Regions from separate parts of the Sus scrofa genome. Here region 2 is linked to region 1. A link is a contact called in public Hi-C data. All regions are on one chromosome and are shown on one strand. Each heading gives the region's core, a stretch centred on a gene start, on an enhancer-like site or on the middle of the called end of the contact. The rest is flanking DNA. Distances are from core to core; before and after follow the strand shown. Region 1 overlaps C1QTNF1 (complement C1q tumor necrosis factor-related protein 1). Region 2 holds the start of LGALS3BP (galectin-3-binding protein).

The links. Hi-C and Micro-C count contacts between places; a contact is called where the count stands out from the background.
Region 2: a Hi-C map of skeletal muscle shows a contact between it and region 1, with 2.5 times the contacts expected there. The contact joins the promoter of LGALS3BP here to the enhancer-like site in region 1. A contact is called at or near these places in 1 of 5 promoter capture datasets (liver), 15 of 47 Hi-C or Micro-C datasets (alveolar macrophages, embryonic fibroblasts, epiblast stem cells and 8 more) and 2 of 2 datasets of contacts at active chromatin or transcription factors (alveolar macrophages and skeletal muscle).

The regions. Positions count from the first base shown.
Region 1 is chr12:3,158,602-3,162,475 of Sscrofa11.1, forward strand. It overlaps C1QTNF1 (complement C1q tumor necrosis factor-related protein 1), which reads right to left. Exons shown (of 4, transcript XM_021066514.1): 4 at 2,754-3,874. Among named protein-coding and RNA genes, the nearest start is that of ENGASE, 11 kb to the left of the region's middle. Within about 2 kb of position 1,925, at least 32 of the 83 cell types and tissues checked have an H3K27ac peak or open chromatin away from gene starts, as enhancers often do. A contact at or near this core is called in alveolar macrophages, retroperitoneal adipose tissue, skeletal muscle and 1 more, where this site is marked.
Region 2 is chr12:3,210,378-3,214,505 of Sscrofa11.1, forward strand. LGALS3BP (galectin-3-binding protein) reads left to right here and starts at 2,058. Exons shown (of 7, transcript XM_021066516.1): 1 at 2,058-2,210; 2 at 3,567-3,642. The coding sequence starts at 3,591.

The sequences.
Region 1 (3,874 bases), core at 675-3,174:
TGTATGGAGATGCCACCTTTTGTTTAACCATTCAGCAGCTGATGGACATTTGCGTTGTTTCCACTTTGGTGTTTATTGTGAATCCCGCAGCTCTGAACATCCGTCCACGAGCTTTTGTGTAGACCTGTATCTTCACTGCTCTGGGGTACATGCCTAGAAGTGGAACTGCTGGGTTACCCAGAGCTCTATGCGTTAACATTTTGTGGACGCGCCAGACAATTTCCCAAAGCGTCCGTACCATTTTGCCTTCCTGCCAGCAGTGCGTGGGGGCTCCAGTCTCTGCACATTCCTGCCTGCTCCTGTCATTTTCATTTCAGACATCCTATTGGTTGTGAAGTCGTAACTCACTGCGGTTTTTTTGGTTGGTTGGTTGGTTGGCTGGTCAATGTTTTTGGCTGTGCCGGTGGCAGGCGGAAGTTCTCAGGCCAGGGATCAAACCTGAGCCACAGCAGTGACAACGCCGGATCCTTAACCCCCTGCGCCACCAGGGAACTCCCTATCTGTGTCTTTCACTTGCATTTCCCTGGAAACCAGTGAGGTCCAGCATCTTTTCCCGTGTTTATTGGAGAAATGTTTATTGGGACCCTTTGCATGTTTTTATCTGGGTTGTCTTTTTATTACTGGGTTGTAAGAGTTTGTTATATATTCTGGACACACATCCCTTATCAGATTTACAATTTGCAAATGCTTTCTTCCGTTCTGCATTGTTTTTTTTCACTTTCTTAAACGCGTCCTTTGACGCACAGAATTTTACCTTTCGGGGATGTCCGGTGTGTCTGTTTTTCCTGGTGTTCCCTGTGGCTCTGGTGTCATCGGTGGGAAATGATCGCTGGCACAAGGTCATGACGACTCACGTCTAGGCTTTGTTTGATTTCTACGAACGTTATCCTTTTAGCTCTTCTGTTTAGGTCTTAGATCCATTTTGAGGGACTGTGTGTGATGGTGGGAGGTAGAGAAACTCCTCTTTTGAATGGGGGCATCTTGCTTTATTTACTCTGCTTTATTTACTTCTGGTTTTTCTCGTGATTCAGGCCAGAAAGTCTCATTTTTTTCCCAGCCTCATGACCGCGACCCAAATAAAACGAGTTTGCCTTCATGCCATTGTGTCCCCAGTGACCCGCACTGATGATCACTGAGCGCACGTGTACACACACACACACACACACACACACACACACACACACACACATGCCCCGAAACCCCTGGGATTGGGAGTGCCTTTCTCGCTGCTTCCGCCCTGGCCACAGGCTCCTAAAGCCCTAACATGAGCAACTCTTTCCTTTGGCTGAGTCATCGGCCGCGTCTGGGGCCCTTCGCTAAAACACGGATATTTGTATTGCCTCTGAGTTTACCGGCTCTTTTCCAGGGGTGGGCTCTTTTCGCAGCTGGAGTCAGGATGTAAGCAAAGGAGCCTATGCACAGTGGGCTGCTTGGGCAAGGGGCAGGGTCGCAGATAACGGGGTGCCACGCGTGTGCATCTTCTGAGAAGGCTAGCATCCACGTCACATTGCAGTGACAGGCCCAGAAAAGTCCTCTAGGAGGCAAGTACCGTAGCTTATTTGTCATTATGCCCCTGGTGCCTGGCACACAGGTTGGCACAAAGCAGGAGCAGGGGACATGTTCGGAGAAAGAATGACCGGAGTGGAGATGCCAGCGGGAAGGTGGAAGACTGGGGGTAGGGGGCCTGGGTGTGGAGTGAGCGTGAAGACTGAGGGCCATCGAAGGGGGCACAGGGTGGACTGCAGAGCAAGGCCGCCTCCTCTCACGCGTTGGCTTGGGGGCCGGGTGTGGGGGAGCAGGTGTTACACGTGGCACGTGACTGCCCCTGGAGCGAGGGCGGGCTGTGGGCACCTGTACAAAGCTGATTGGTTCTTACCACGTGCCTCTGGGAAATGCACTCGGCCCCTGCTCCCAGCTGCATCCTCTGCCCAGTGGCCTCTGCTCTGACGAGAGAGCAGGATTGCAGTGCCCGCCCACTCTGGCCTGGCCACAGCCCAAGGCTGAGCTCAACTGCACTGGCTCACTCTAGAACCAGGCCAAGGAAGGGCAGCAGCTGTTTGGAGCCCGCTGGCACCAGCAGAACCAAGGCAGCTTCTGCACCGCCCACTGGCACTCCTCTAAGGGCCCTGGCCACTAACCCAGTTGGCAAATGATGGAGAGAAGAAGAAACATCTGCTCTTCATGCTCAGGCATAAAAGGGGCTGTTGGTGGAGGGGTTCAGACCTGCAGGTTTGTGCCAGTGGGTTGAACTGTGTCCTTTCAAAGGACATGTTCAAGTCCTGACCCTGATGCCTGTGGAGGTGACCTTACCTGGAAATAGGGTCTTTGCAGATGTAAGGAAGCCAAGGCTCTCGAGGGGAGAGTGCCCTGGGTTTAGGGTGGGCCCCGATTCCAGGGACGGGAGAGAAGGGAGGGGATCTGAGAGACTCAGGAACGAAGGCCACATGAGGACAGGGGTGGGGGCTGGAGTGATGCGCCACAAGCCCGGGGACACCCCCTGGGTCCCCTGGCGACTGGGAGAAGCAAGACAGCCCCTCCCCTACAGGGCACCAGCAGGGTGGTCCAGCTGAGCCGTGAAACGCGTTCCTGTGAGGAATGCAGCTGCTCGGGGCCAGCCAGTGCCCGCTGGGTTCTGATGTCCCCAGGTACAAGCTGAGGGCCCCGGGGCTCCAACAGACAGGAGGCAGGGTCCCGGGGGGAGAGGACAGAAAGGACGAGGATTTGGTTCAAAGACCAGACTGATGAGGCCACTGTGCTGAAACACACAAGTCCAAGTTTAATGTTTTCTGAAAAAGCGTGGGGGCAGCACAAAGCAGCGGTGGGCGCCCTGCTCACCAGCTCACCCTCGGAAACACAGTTTGTAAAGTCTGACCAGCAGAAGTCCTTCAGAGTAAGGGATGTGCAGACTCCAGACCCCGTGACCAGGCCCAGAGCAGGCGGAGGGCTCGGTCAAGACCAGGGCTCACAGGTCTGACCAGCGGGAAGGGAGCCTTCTGCAGGGCTGAGGGCCCTGGGCGTCAGCAGAGAGAGGTGGGGAAGGGCCGCCAGGCCAGAGCACCGGTCCAGGCAGCGCCCCGCTCCGGGTGCCCCATGGCCCCCTCAGAGTGGGGCTTCTGACCTCAGTGGTTACAACACGCCCTCTCTCCTCTCGCGGAGGCTGAGCCACACTGGAGCTCCAGGGACAGGCGGGGGGGGCCCTTCCAGCCCTCCCCTGCTCTGGAAAGGCCCCTCCTGCATCGTCTGAGGCTGCCTGTCAGAGAGGCCCCCGGCGTAGGGGTACTGGGGGCCTTCCCTCTGGGAAGTGTAACTCTGAGATGGTGTGCCAGGTTTTCTAGAAAACGTTCTACAACCATGACACTGCTACAAATCAGAGGCACTGGTGCCTTCCACGGCTGATCCGCCTGCGAGGAGGGACAGAAAGCCAGGGCCAGGGTGACAGGTGGGGAGCCCCTGCCCAGGACACGAAGGGAATGAAGCAGCACCATGGGGGGCAGGAGCAGGGCCATCGGGGTGGGCAGGACCAGGGCCAAGGGGGGGCAGGACCAGGGCCTTGCCAGGAGGCACGCCTCTGCTTGGCTGGACTGAGCTTTGCTCCTCACAGAACTGCCTTAGGTCTGGGGCCCCTGGGGTCCCCAGCTGCTGCCAGGAGCCTCAAGGTTCCATCAAGCAGGGTGCTTCTCCCAACCCAGAGACCACAGCCGAGGGCTTGGCTGTCCCTCTGGGGAGTGACACTTGCTGCCCAGCCCAAACCCCCTCACTGTCGTGGCTCAAAAGACTGGCTGAGCCCTCGTTCAAGGCCATGGGGATGTCCCCAGGACATGGATGTCAGCCAGCCGTCCCCCCAGAAGGTTCATCCATGGCCTGAAATATTAAG
Region 2 (4,128 bases), core at 808-3,307, 52 kb after region 1:
AACCTGACTAGCATCAGTGAGGATGCGAGTTCGATCCCTGGCCTCGCTCAGTGGGTTAAGGATCCGATGTTGCCATGAGCTGTGATGTATGTAGGTCGCAGACGTGGCTTGGATCCTGAGTGGCTGTGGCTGTGGCTGTGGCTGGCAGCTGTAGCTCCGATTCAATCCCTAGCCTGGGAACCTCCATAGGCCAAGGATGCTTGTCTACAAAGAAAAAAAAAGGGGGGGGGGAAGAAATAAGAAAGAAAAGTGGGGATTGGAATCCCAACTCTCGCCTCCCCAGCTGTTAGCTGAGCGTGTCCCCCCGCCTCTGCTTTCTGATCCTTAAAGAGGGGACTGTTGAGTGTGTCCCTTCCTGTCACAGGCGCAGCAGGTGGCCCCCCATGTTTGCTGAGGGAAATGGAGAGAAGGCGTGAAAGAATATCCTGCAGACCCCATGAGGGCTCTGGTCTCTGTCCGCCCCCAGGGAGCTTCCTGCACATCTGGGCTGTGACTTCCTGCTAATAGCAGTGGCGTCCACTCTGTCGCCACCGGCCGACTCTGATTCGAGGCCTTCACGGTCGGTGTCCTTGTCGGAGTCTCTCCTCGCCTCTCTGGAGGCGTGGTCTCAACGCCTGTTCCGGGTCCCTGAATGGGCCTAAGGCTGGGAGGCCCCAGAGCCGGGCACAGCCCCTGTGCTTTTGTTCCAGGTCGGGACCTCCGTACCCAGCAGGACACTCGGCAACTTGCGTTTTTCGGCATTGCCACCAGCACCTCCCAAAGGGCTTCCCCTGCACTCCGGAGCTTGATGGCCCCTTTCTGGGGCAGGAACCAGTGGAGGCTAGGAGACGTGACAGTGCTGGCATGTCTGTCCCCAGCACCGAGGCTCCTGAAGCTGGGCGGGGTGTCAGGACTCCCCAGGCTCTCCTGCCGCTTCTGTTTCTGCTGCTCCCCACCCCCGCCACGGATCTTCAGCTTCTCTGGCGGGGACGAGGTGGGCTCCTCTCCTCTTGGGCACTCATTGAATGGTTGGCCTGGTGGCTGGGCAAACTGCCTCCGCAGTGGTTCTCAATCCTGGCTGCATGTTGGAGCCACCCGCGGGCTTTAACGGCAGTGCCCTCCCACCCCAAGGACTGAGGCATCACAGGTCTGGGCGTCAGGAGTTTGTGAAACGCCTGGGTGATCCCCACATGCAGGCCAGGTCCACGGGCATTGGGACATCCAAGGGGGTCACCCTCGTCCCAAGCCTTGGGGTGCAGGTGACAGCAAGAGGGTGTTGATGGCCTCACTTAGCCTTGCAGCCTGGGCTTGGCCTCAATTTCAGGCCAGCTGGTCTCAGGGGCTCACGCCATGGCATCAGGACCTCGGGTCCTCCATCTGTCAGCCTGCCCTCGCCCATCCTCAGCTGGGATGTCCTCAGCAGGGTCTGGGCCACCACAGGCATCAGGAGCTCCAGGCCACCTGCTCCCAACAGGGTCCTGCTCCAGGAGTCTGAAGCTGACCCCCGGCCGGCTGGGATCGCGACGCCTCCCTGACACCATCCGCTCCGACCCACAGGGCCCAGGTCCGGCCCAGGAGAGCTGCCCAAGCTGGGGTGAGACGAGGGTGCGTGCCCAGAGAGCCACGGCACTGGCTCTCTGGAAAGGAAAGGGCGTGGGGGCGAGGCGACAGGACAACTCACCTCCCTCCAGAGGTTCCGCCCGCCCCACCGGAGTGAGCCAGTTGGGTCAGGCGTGTCAAGTGCTCAGAGCAGGGGGGACAGTACTCGAGCAGCCCCGAGGCAGTGTCCCCACTGCTGGCTTTGCCTGAGACCCAGGAAGTGGCTCAGAGCGGTGGCCCCGCCCCAGCGCCCGCCCCTGGCGCCCCTCCAGCCCGGGAGGAAGACGGTTGAAATACAAATGTGGCTGGCAGCCACCCTGCTCCGGCTGCAGAATCAGCCCGGCTGCAGAATCAGCCCGGATGCAGACTTAGGCCCTGGGAGGCAGCCACCCCCACCTTCTCCCCCTCCCCACCCCTCGCTCAGGGCTGAGGGGGCGGCCAGGGAGCCTTGGCAGCAGCCAACCCCAGAAGAGAGCAGTGTCAGGTGGTTTTCTAGAAATTGAAACTAAACTGAGCTCTCTGAAGCCTTTCCTAGGACCAGCCCAACCAAGCTCAGTCCTGGGAGGGTTTTCCAGGTTGATGGTCGGTCTGCAGAGGGATCCTGCGAAGCCATCAGTAGTTGCCCCGGGGAGGTAAGCTCGTGCCTCTTGCTCTCAGGTGGGTGTCCCTCTCCGTCCCTGTTCATGCCCAGCTGGGGATCTGGTGCTCCTCCTGAACCCAGGCACCATCACTGCTGCTCCCATGTCCAAAAGGATTTCTGTGTACAGTTTGGGCAGGCGGTTCGCTGCACAAGGACACCACCCAAAGGGGCGGGCAGGCTCAGAATTCAGGCCGGGTGCTCTCTCAGATTTGCGCGCTCCAGCCCAGGCTAAACCTGTCCAAAGGAAGAGCACAAGGGCACCAATGGGGGCCAGGGTCCCACTTCCCAAACAAGTTAGGCAAAAATGGGTGGCCATGGCCACCCGAAAGGCTGTGGTAACATTTGCATGCCGTATGCCAAGTGCCTGAATGGCTCCATTTCTCAGGGTCAGGCTAGTCCCCTGTGAGCAGTCTTGGCCCAGGGATGCTGGGAGCCCCTGTGCTGGGAGCCCCTGGGAGTCTGGTTCATGCAGGCCCAGGGCGCCACCTCAGGGTCACCAGGCCCTGGCTTGACGGGCACCCACAACAGCAAGCGGTCTCACCCCTGCTTGCTGGACCCTGGGGTGGTGTGGGGGTCCCAGGGTTCTTACTGAACCAGAGTGGTAGTGACACCCCGGCCCACCCCTGTGTGCAGCCACTGGGGGAGGAAGGCAGGTGAAGGGCAGCATGGGGGACCCGGAAAAGCAAAGCAGCGAGAGTTACATGGAGGCAGGAAGTCCAAGCAGGGCTGCCTGTGTGGCCCTGGTGGTCTCTAACCTCTCTGAGCCTCTGCTGCTTGGGGACACTGCCTTCAGAGGTGGCTGTGCCAGGACCACACTGAGCGGGCCCAGCCTGTCTGCTCATCTTGCTCCCTCCCCTCAGCCTCCCCCTCGAACCTCAGCCCTGTCCCCTTTCCTCCAGACCCCCAGGCCAGCATCTCTCACGGCTGCCCGGCCCTCCACTCCCACCCCGTTTCTGTGGCCTTCTCCTCCTGCATCCCTCTGCCTGCCCCGCCCCCTCCCTTCCACAGCTCATGGGGCCCAGAAGCCCCAGAATGTTCTTTGCTGCAGATCTCAGGGCACTCCTGTAAAGGTCCATGGCCTGAAGTTAGAGCCCCACCCTGCAGAGGGCTCCCCGGACCCTCCCAATCTGGGCCCCGCACGCCTGGCCTCCACCCCCTTGCCCCCGACGACCATGGCCAGGGCCTGGCTTTCACTACCCGAGAGCCTCCCTCTTCGTCTGGGCGAGTCCTCAAGAGACCACCCCTCAGACAAAGTGAGGGGTCCCCCAGCCTGCCCGCCACCCTCCAACAGGAGGGTCTGAGGCCACCCGGCTCCGCCGTCTCACTCAGCCACCTCCTTCTGCTGCAGGACCAGGTGCTGCCAGGCAAGGCCATGGCCCCTCTATGGCTCCTATGGATGTGGCTGCTGGTCACAGGGACCCAAGGTGAGCTGAGCCCCAGGAAACGTCGCAGTCTGTGAAGCTGCTGCCCCAGCTCTGCAGGGTTGACCCCTCCTTGCAGAAAATCAGGCAGTGTCCTCCTGGTGCCTGGGTCCCAGGGGGCAGCCAGGTCTTCCCTCCTGCTTGCAGCCCTGGGTGTCCCAGGTCATGGCTGCAAGTTTGGAGGGTCTCCAAGGGAGTCCCCATTTCATCCAGGGGAGCCAGAGGGACCAGGCAAAGGGCCCACAGACCAGTCAGATGCTGCAGGGCCACAAGCTTGGTGCCCTTTGCACACAAACTTGTGGAGTCCTGGACGTCTGGCCGGGTGACCCCGTGGAGGCCTGTCGCACCCCCGTCTGAGAATTGCCCTTTGACACCCAGCTTCTGCCTGACCCCGTGGGCTTCGGCTAGGCCTCAGTGGGGGCTGGGCCTCAGTGGGCTGAGTCCCAGGAGAACCGTATGTGTAGGGCGGGGCCCCGCTTTCCCTCCCCG